Linked DNA regions of Danio rerio: region 1 is linked to region 2. Evidence: chromatin contacts called from public Micro-C data. All regions are on one chromosome and are shown on one strand. Each heading gives the region's core, a stretch centred on a gene start, on an enhancer-like site or on the middle of the called end of the contact. The rest is flanking DNA. Distances are from core to core; before and after follow the strand shown. Region 1 holds the start of znf408 (zinc finger protein 408). Region 2 holds the start of ndufs3 (NADH:ubiquinone oxidoreductase core subunit S3).

Evidence for each region. Hi-C and Micro-C count contacts between places; a contact is called where the count stands out from the background.
Region 1: a Micro-C map of caudal fin shows a contact between it and region 2, with 2.9 times the contacts expected there. The contact joins the promoter of znf408 here to the promoter of ndufs3 in region 2. A contact is called at or near these places in 4 of 18 Hi-C or Micro-C datasets (caudal fin and embryo) and 1 of 4 datasets of contacts at active chromatin or transcription factors (embryo).

Annotation. Positions count from the first base shown.
Region 1 is chr7:38,957,810-38,962,913 of GRCz12tu, forward strand. It overlaps znf408 (zinc finger protein 408), which reads left to right and starts at 3,043. Exons shown (of 5, transcript NM_001328275.1): 1 at 3,043-3,076; 2 at 4,359-4,570. The coding sequence starts at 3,076.
Region 2 is chr7:38,801,207-38,806,705 of GRCz12tu, forward strand. ndufs3 (NADH:ubiquinone oxidoreductase core subunit S3) reads left to right here and starts at 3,498. Exons shown (of 7, transcript NM_001017755.1): 1 at 3,498-3,564; 2 at 3,977-4,033; 3 at 4,120-4,217; 4 at 4,301-4,450. The coding sequence starts at 3,510.

The sequences.
Region 1 (5,104 bases), core at 1,793-4,292, 160 kb after region 2:
AATGGGGCGGCATGGTGGCTCAGTGGTTATCACAGTCACCTCACAGCAAGAAGGTCGCTGGTTCGGGTCCCAGCTGGGCCAGTTTTCTTTTCTGTGTGGAGTGTGCATGTTCTCCCCATGTTTGTGTTTCTGGGTGCTCAAGTTCACAGTTTAAAAAATCCAGCATGAGTGATTTGGATTAACTAAATTGTGTGTGTGTGTGTGTGTGTGTGTGTGTGTGTGTGTGTGTGTGTGTGTGTGTGTGTGTGTGTGTGTGTGTGAGTGAATGTAGCTTGTAGAGCAAACTTCACCAATTGACAAAAGTGAAGGAAAAAACCTAGAGAAAAACCAGGCTCAGTTGGGCAGTCCATTTCTCCTCTGGCCAAACTTCCTGTGCAGAGCTGCAGTCTAGGCGCTGGAGGCTGGAGAACGCTGGACATCCATTGTGGAGAATGCCTAATGGTGTTCAGGCTGGCCCTTCGTGACCAATGCAGCTACTCGTCTGTCACTAGGGTATTCAGACTGGGGTCTTCAGACAAATTGGACTACCATAATAAATCTTTTTTTATTAGATTGTATAGGTTACAATATATATTTTTAGGGTTTTCCATTACATTTGCAACAAACTAGAACAGCAGACATCACCTAAAAGTCTATTAGAGTCAATTCACTTTCTTCAAAATGTTTAAATGTGGGAATATATTCTTAATTGTACATCTGGACATGCATGCAAAATTGCATAACTTCAATGTCTCATGCGAGCATTTTAATCTGCATAATGATCCTGATTATGAATAAACATACTTTTTGGTCACATTTTATTTTAAGCCAATATTATCTGGATGCAGACTTGGATTTGCAACCTGAGACTGCAAATCTCAGAGATGCAATGTCAGACAATGCACTCAATGAAGCTGGTGGCGTCACTGAGGGGTAGGGTTAGGGGTGGACTTAGGTGTAGGCATTAAAAAGCATTGCATGCAGCTCAGATTGCATCCATTTAGCTCAATAAATACCAATTTGCTGCTTAATAATAGCTATTAATGTAGTGGTTGAGTTTATAGGTGGGATTAAGGATGTAGAACAAGATAACAAGTAGCCTTCTAATGTATTAATAATAATCATGTAATAATAAGCTATTAGTTATTAGTTGAAAATGTTACTTAAACTAAAATGTTACCTACTTTTTGTTATCATAAAACCGTGGATATTATTGTGATATACTAATTTAATACAAGATCAAACTACATCTAACAAGAATGTATGTTTATTGCTGTCCTTTTGCACTCTGTGGGTAATTGTAAAAAGTGAACTAGTATCTAATGAAAAAGAACTGTTATCTATTAATTGGGTACTAGTATCTAATAATTAGATACTATAGCTCCTAATGATTAACTACTATTACATAAACTAGTCCCAGCTGGAATATATATCGTCAAAACTGAATAGTAGATTTCTCAATGACAGATCCTATAGAAATTAATGGAATTGTTTTCATTTATTACTAGTAACAACAGAATAGTTAGTCACTATTAAAATAAGCACTAGTATCTAATAAATAGGAAATAGGAGATCCCTTTACAGAAAGAAGGTCGCTGGTTCGAGTCTCGGCTGGGTCAGTTGGTGTTTCTGTGTGGATTTTGCATGTTCTCCCTGCCTTCACGTGGGTTCCTTCGAGTGCTACAGTTTTCATCACAAGGCCAAAGACATGTGGTATAGGCGAATTGGGTAGGCTAAATTGTCCGTAGTGTATTAGTGTGAATGAGTCTGTATGGATGTTTCCCAGAGATGGGTTTCAGCTGGAAGGGCATTCACTTTGTAAAATATATGCTGAATAAGTTGACGGTTCATTTCGCTGTGGCGACCCCAGATTATTAAAGGGACTAAGCCAAAAAGAAAATGAATGAATGAAATACTTAATCAGTTCTAGTACCTAATTAATGAGTAGTAGTACCTAATACATAAGTACTAGTATCTATTTAATAGGTACTAATATCTAATGGATGAATACTGGTATCTAATAAAAGAACTAGTGTCTGATGAGCACTAGTATATTTTTATAAAGTTGAAGATTGAACCCCTACTGCACTAGTATCTAAAAATATAGACACTTGTATGAAACAAATAAGCACTCTTGTCTAATGAATAATTACTAGTACTTAATAAAAAAGATAGTAATATTTAAAAAAATAAGTACTACTAACATGAAAACAGATACGATATGTTAAATGTCAAAACGGCTTGCCATATCATAAACACATTTAATAGCCACTCTATGAGAACACTTCTAATACAGGTGGAAAGCGTTTTATAATTTAAAATGTCCTCTTTCTTCATCTGAAATCATCTAATAACGTTAAAACTTTGCTTTGTTTGTACCTGGTGACCTTGTCCTTGTTGCTCCTCGTCTATGTGAATAGAGATGTGTCTCTAGCGCCACCTTGTGCTTCAACAATTTGCCTTTAGGCTTTTTGTAGTCTCTGAAATATTGTCTGAAGGTTAAATCAAAATTTTTGAGCTAACTTTAGAAATATATCTTAGAAAATATAGAAACCAGTGGGAAAAAACGATACACACATATCACCACACAGGAAACCAGATTAAAATCTCACGACACTAAATACATGCAATTCTATAATAGGTTTAATCTATAAGTTGTACCTTAAAGAAAGTCAGCTATCCATTAAAAGAATATTCTAATGCTCTTGCGTCGATTTTTCAGATTCAGTAATTAAATTAAAAAGAAGGGCCAAACGTGTACGACAATTTGCCAACAAGTCAAATGCGTGTGTAATATAGTCATAAATATATTTATTATTATTATTATTATTATTATTATTATTATTATTATTATTATTATTATTATTATTATTATTATTAAATAAGTTCAAAACGACAACAAGAACATACTTCCAGCTGTTTTGGATAGAGTGCGGCTGTATATGACCGTTTCTAGAGGGAAGCGTTTCTCTGTAACAGTCCTCTACCTGACTTCCGGTTGATTCGCCCATGGCTGGAAAACGATAATTTTCCCGGAGTTTTGGATGAATAAACAAGACCCTCGAGTGGCCAACGTGCAGAGGAAATATAGCCCTGAGTTAGTTGAAGTTCTTTTCTCATGCTCATATTAGAAAATACCATTACTTATCTACCAGCGAGATGTATGCTCTGTGTTCTTAGCACAGTCTGTATCTCTAGGTATACAGCAATAGAATATTTGCTAGAGATCTTTAGGACGTTGTGAATTACGCAATGCTTTAATTCATTAATGAAACATGTGAAATGCACGCTAATGTTATCATTTATAGTCATTATTGAATACTTTTATTATTTGTAATAAGCTAGCTCATTTTTCTCTCATAGTTGTGTAGTTTACGAACTGCATGTAGTATTAAATAAAGCTGTTCACAGGATAATAACACAAAAGTAAAACAAAATCATACAGCAGCTTACACAAATGAAGTGTGTGCATTTAAAAGGTTATATAAATGCATTAGTTTGTATTGGGAACATTCATCTGACTGAATGCAATTCATTATAAAAACAATAACCGCAATATAATATTAGTTCAATTTAATTCAGTTTGTTTGTTGTCATGTGCACAGTAAGGAAACACGTTTCCCTGTACAATGAAATTCTTACTTTGCCGTCCACAGTGAAGTCATACACACAACATACACGACATACAGTATATACACAGAAGTGACAGAAGTATAACTATGAAATGTATATATACAAATATCTAAGTGTAAATAATATATACCACTGATTCTGAAGTAGTAAACAGATGTAAACAATGTATAGTATTTCTTAAAATTGTGTTTATTATGCAAAAAAATGCCTGGTGCAATTGGCTTATGTGCAAACAACAGTATGATGGCCGGAGCAGATTGAGTGCAATTGTATGCATAAATAGTGCAAACTGGGATGGAGAATATAGTGTGCTACTGAGCAGAAAATGAAACTGTTTATGTCCACTGGTTATCCGTTTAAAAGTCTGATAGCTGATGGGAAAAAAGAGTTCTTGAGTTTGGCAGTCCTGCATCTCGCACTCCTATACCTCCTCCCTGAGGCTAGGAGTGTGAATATTCTGTGTTGTGGGTGCGTGGGGTCTTTCAGGATAGAGGCAACTCTTTTGTGGACCACTGAATGATCATAATACATGTAACGGCCTCCTTTGATCCTCTGACATTCTGGAAAAAAGAAATAGAGGGAAATAAACTTCTGAAAAGATGACTGTTATACAACCAAATAATATTAATTGATCAAAAATAAGAAGTGTTTGTTGTTAAGTGTGGTTCACTTGTCGTTTTACCATGAAATAAGCTCATGACAATTAAAGTATTCCACTTTGTCACACTGTGGTGTGTTTTATTTAGTGTCTACAGTCACTGGGAGAAATGAAGGCTCTGGGAACAAGAGAGACTCCATCCACAGTGCCCTGAGGTCAGTACCACTAGGGCTCACCGTGGGTCCATCTCTGGCTGAAGATGAACAGCTGGGTCTGTGGTGTGTTGGGCGAGTGCTAAAGAAGGACACTCTGCTTGGTCTGGAGGAGCCTGGAGAAACAATCAGCAAAGAAAAAGAGGAGGTATGATCAATACAAGTGTGTTTCAGATTATATCCTGCACCATATTTGCATGCATCAAGACAATAGCAATTAATATAACAGTTCCTTCTCACCTGCAGGTATATTGTATTATAAACAGTACTATGTTCAAGTGGCACCATAAGAGCAGTTTTAACTACACTGTAAAACTCAACAGTCAACTTTATCAAATGAAATGAGTGTAGTCATGTCAACATGTACTGACAGTTAATTCTACTCATTTGAAAAGAGTTTTGAACTCAGTGTTGAAGGTAATCAGTTAATTAAATACCTCATTACTTCAACTTAAATGGAGTAACTCCACAGTACTCATATAGATTAGTTCTTTAACTCAAATGGTTTGTAGTTATCGGGTTCCTCAAACGGTTTGAGTTGCCTTAACTTGTTGAGTTTTACAGTACTGAGTTGGTTTGAGTTTTCTTCATTTATTGGGTTTTATTGTGCTCAAATTGCTTTATTTACTCAAATGAATTAAGTTCACAGTACTCTTTAGCATTAGTTTTTGAACTAAAATGG
Region 2 (5,499 bases), core at 2,248-4,747:
AATGATCAGATCATTTCAACAGTGAATCAGATGTTTTGACTCTTATTATCAGGGTTAGACAGAATTTTGTGCAGCATTTGTGGACATAAAGTATGCAGAAATTCTGAATAACTTAACATAAAATAAATAATTACTTTCATTTTAGGTTTATAACCACAACCAAACTACCACTTGTTGGGTAAACAAAACAAGCAGCTCTCTTTAAGAATACACACACTAAAAGACAGGAAATATTAAACTTTACAAATTCTATTATACATACATTATCTAAACATTTTGCATGATATTCAATACTGTTGCTAAAAACTGAATGAAAATATATTTACACACAATTTCATAAGTAAAGTAAATAAAATCATGGGCTCCAAAATCTGAATTTCTGCTGGCACAGATTTCATTTTGGTCTACTGATAAGTAAATCTATGTCTGTGCGTGGGTCCCTGTACATGCTGAGTCAGGTCAAAGGTATTTAAAACAGTAATGAGTTCTTTTACAGCATTGAATTATTGAATATGAAAATCACAAGCAATATTTCAGGGGAGACTAACAGTAACTGTAAAATCATCAATTAAAGCTGGAGAATATTTTGGAGGGCTGTACATAATGATAAGTAAAATGTGCAAAGCAGCCTTTGGTGGTATACACAGAAATTCCAATGACAAATACTCACCAGATAGAACTTGCTTGTGCTGATAGACGTTATTAAATAGAGTAGTTTGCATCCACTTGTCCTTTCAGCTATACAGACTCATACTGTATAAGTAAAGTTACTATAGCCATGTTTTCATCAAGTAGAGTAGAAGTGATTTAAGAGATGTTTTAGTTTTATCCCTATACCAGTCTCTGATTTACATTTAATTGGCAGCAGAGGAATTTGGGCCATAAAACCAGATATCAAATATTATGCTAAATGTTTCTTTTTTATGCATTTATCTCCTCAAAATTACTACTGTAAAATTAGAGAGACAGTGATAGAGCCTATTCGGTGGATGGGAATGATTGGGAGGCCATGATGGGTGAGGGCCGATGAAGGAAATATGGCCAGTACACTAGGGTTACACTCCTACTCTTTACGAGAAGTGCCATGGGATTTTTGATGACCACAGAGAGTCAGGACCTTGGTTTAAGGTCATTTCCGAAAGACTGAAACTGCATCAAACTGACTGTGCAAATGCAAAATAAAGACACAATAAAATGAAAGATTAATTGAATTTTTAATTGTGTCAGTATATCAGCATTTGTCTTGTCTGTTCTTCAAAATTAACCTGCTGGTCTTCATCACTGGTTCTAATGTCCCTGTTTATCTTTTGTGAACTTCACTGACCCCAGTTTCATCCGGTGACCCTCACATGCCCAATGTCTTTAGGTGACAGTCTGTTGTTACAGTCTTCTGTTAGCTGTTGAGGAGTTTAATGGCAGAGAGAAAAAACCTAAGCTTCCCTCCCTGTCCTGTACTTCTGGCATGAGGGGTGGAGATGGATGCAGCTCTCGTGGAATCTGTCATGGCAGATGCTTTACAGAGAGGGCCAAGGAGTCCTGATGATGACCATAGAATGCAGTCTTTACCACTCTCTGCAGGTGTTTGCGGTCCATAGCAGTAGAGCTGCTGTATGTAGTGACGCAGTTGGTCAGAATAGACTCAACAATGCAGCTGTAGAAGAAGCTGTGGATCCTTGGTGGCATGCCAAGCTTTCAGTCTCCTCAGGAAATACAGATGCTGCTGAGCTTTCTTCATTAACTGTTGAGCTGTTCATATAGCCTTTTTGCATTTAATGTTTATTATTGCCATAAATCTGTTTTGCAGAAATGCAGTGTGCCAAAAGTGCAGGACTGCTGAGGAAATCAAATTATTTTACAAAGCTAAATGATACATGGGAAAATGAAATGCCCTTTATGTCCATACACTAACAGTGAATGTGGTTATTATTAATATAAGCATGACCTTATTTAATCATTTAAAAAATGACCAGAATCTTTCTTGTTTGTCAAATCAGAGACTCCTGTACTGCATTTCCAATGCAACAAGGAACATCGCCACCTTTGGTAAATGAGCAATTCCATGCAAATGTCAACTTTTCCATGAAAAAAAGAAAGTTTCTGCCTTTTTTGTACAAGCAAGTATTTTACAGTACTTGAAAAATACTCAAAAATGTTTTCAACCAATTATATTTGTTCGACCAAAGTTATACAAGTGGCAATTTCACATCCATAACGGAGAGATGTCACATCCATAGCCAAGCTTTTTCCTCATTAATGCAAAAAATGTTCAATAAAATAATATTAATCATGTTTGTACTATAGTGAGGCAACTCTTATCCTTCTGATTAGCAGTATTTCTTTTGAATTGTGCAGTTTAATTAACTGAATTTCAACAAAGTATGTTGTGTACTGTAAACTCACAGACTTATTGTGGTCACATCCATAACGCATGTTTATTTTCCTCATTTAAAGTATATATTTTTTTACAGATTTATATTTTTCTGATACCATAATTCTGGTATTAGTTGTTTTAGAAAATATAAACGGATGTTTCAATATAATGTTAACATGCTTTTTAAATGTTTTGAATTTTTATTGCAAGTGTCACATCTATAATGCTGGAATTGCTTTAATATGATGAGAATATTTATCTTATAAAACTGTGATGGGGCCTGGTGTCATTACAAAAGATTGTCCATCCTTTATATTTTCTGGTCTATGTTGATCATTTAATTTTTTACATAATTTTCTATAAGGTTTCAGTCTGCAGACTGGGATAGGCATATTCATTTATTCATTCATTCATTCATTTTCTTGTCGGCTTAGTCCCTTTATTGATCCGGGGTCGCCACAGCGGAATGAACCACAAACCTATCCAACAAGTTTTTACGCAGCGGATGCCCTTCCAGCCGCAACCCATCTCTGGGAAAAGGGATAGGCATAGCAAAACTTTATTTTTATGACCCACATTAGTTTTTAGTGTTTGTTTTGGATCATTGTCTCAATACGGAATACTTCTTATATTATTTGAGAATAAAATGGCACATCTGAACAACTAACTAGTACTTTAATCACAAAATAAAGTCTGTCAAAAATACTCAGATGTAGGCTAATGGTATTTGTGTTTTAAATACACTTAATTGAGCAGGTCCTGAGCAAGCTAATGGCCTCAAAATATAAAGAATATATATTTTTGTATTTAATTGATAATGATTATCAAGACTAGAACAGTAACAAAGAACGACAAAAATAAAACATACATCATAAACAATATGAACAGTTAAAACACATTCTGATAAACCAGAGGAGAAAGAAAAACAGATAGGCCTGAGAAAAAAACTAATGAACTACAAAATATTTTTTTGTAACGTCTAGCATAGACAAATTAAAGGAATTAATCACAAATTTGTATTAATAATAAAAAGGCGAATTTATCGCCAGAAGATGGCAGCAGATCACTGCAAAATACCAGTGTCAGTCAACAACAGCAGGAAAAGTCTCGCGAGGAAGGACGCGGTGTGGGTGTAAAGATGGCGGCCTCCTTGGTCAGATTTGTCCGCAGCGGATTTGGCAGAAGCTTAAACGGTAAGAAACAAAATGGGCAGTGCTGACCAGTTCAATATGAATTATAACTTATTTCACAGTTATTGTCACCATGCATGACGCACAGTCCACTCTCCAGTGGTTCAGACATGTCTTCGCGGATGACCTTTCCTTTTGCTGCTAGCAGACATTACAAACACACTGAACAGTACTAACACTGTCGACACATATACTATAATAACATGCTTTAATCACAACAAAGCGTCTTCTATTCGGAATTAGACAATTCTGCTGCCATTTATTGTTGCTTTGTAAATGCAGCAGTGTCATTATTCGTTTTCAATTTGACCGGACACAAGCTAACGTTATTGATTGGGATTATTCGGGAATTAATCTGAATTTGACACTGTAACTGTTTATGCAATCCATTAATTTCTTCTAATCTCTCACATAGTTGCCAGACAGAGCGCTGCGATTGTCCAGACGAGATCAACAACAACTGAGAGCAGGCGTGAGTAGATTTGTGGAGATCTGTCATTGTTCACGGAGCTGTCACTGCTTTGTCATGATTAACGTTAAATGTCTTTTTTGCTTTAGCTACTGTAAGGCCCAAGGATCCAGTCACCCACTCCCAGCTTTCAGAGTTTGGAGAATACGTCGCAGAGATTCTCCCCAAATATGTGCAGCAAGTTCAGGTCAGTAACGCCCCTGATTTACTTAGCAGATGTTGTGGTTGAGCGAAAACTGTTCTCTCATTTAGAGCCTGTTTTAATTCTAGGTGACCTGCTTTAATGAGCTGGAGATCATGGTCCACCCAGAAGGTATTATTCCTGTTCTCACCTTCTTGAAGGATCACACAAATGCTCAGTTCCGCAATCTGGCTGATCTGACAGCTGTGGACATCCCTTCAAAGCAGAACCGCTTTGAGGTAAACTTGCTCAGTCTGAACCGAGAAGTGTCAATATATATTAGGTTTTATTTGCATGTTGATTTGGTGTTGTTTGTAAATAGAATTTTAGGAGGCCACTTCAAAGTTATTATTGGTTAGTACTGGGGCTGCACAGTATTGGACAAATCTGACATCGCGATAGTTTATTTTGTTGTGATATGAATATAAAGGGACTAAGCCGACAAGAAAATGAATGAATGAATGAATATAAATTCACTAGATGATTTAAATGGCTCTATTGGTAAAGAATAGAGGTTGAAAGGGGTGATCAAGTATTTTTAAAAGCTAACTTAGCAAAAATAAAAGGTAAAAAAACAGTGCTTTATGGGTTTTAGACTTGCAGTATTCCAATGCAGAAATTTAAATGCAATCAAATGTAAAATAACATGCTCATCATTGTGTAGTAATTGTATTCAACAATATAAAATAAAGTGTAATAATAGCATTCATTAATTTTCTTTTCGACTTAGTCCCTTTATTAATCTGGGGTCTCCACAACAGAATGAACCACCAACTTATCAAGCATATGCTTTATGCAGCAAATGCTCTTCCAGCTGCAACCAATCACTGGGAAACACCTATACACTCTCATTCAAACACATACACTATGGACAATTTTAGCTTACCCAATTCACCTATACCTTATTTCTTTGGACTTGTGGGGGAAACCGGAGCACCCGGAAAAAAGCCACGCGAACACGGGAAACATGCAAACTCCTCACAGAAATGCCAACTGACTGACAACTCGAACCAGCAACCTTCTTGCTGTGAGGCGATTGTGCTATCCACTGCGCAATCTTTATTAAACAATTTAATTTTGCAATGTGAATATTGTAGATATACATTTTGCGATATCGATACTCAAATGATATATTGTTCAGCTCTAGCTTGTACTGGTTTTGCCATTTAAGAGGCACATTTGTTGAGTAAAACATTGATTTATATTTTGTTTCATTATTTCCGCTAAATTGTCCTCAAATGTTAAAATAATAATATTAAAATGTTATTTGTTAGTATTAATATGACAT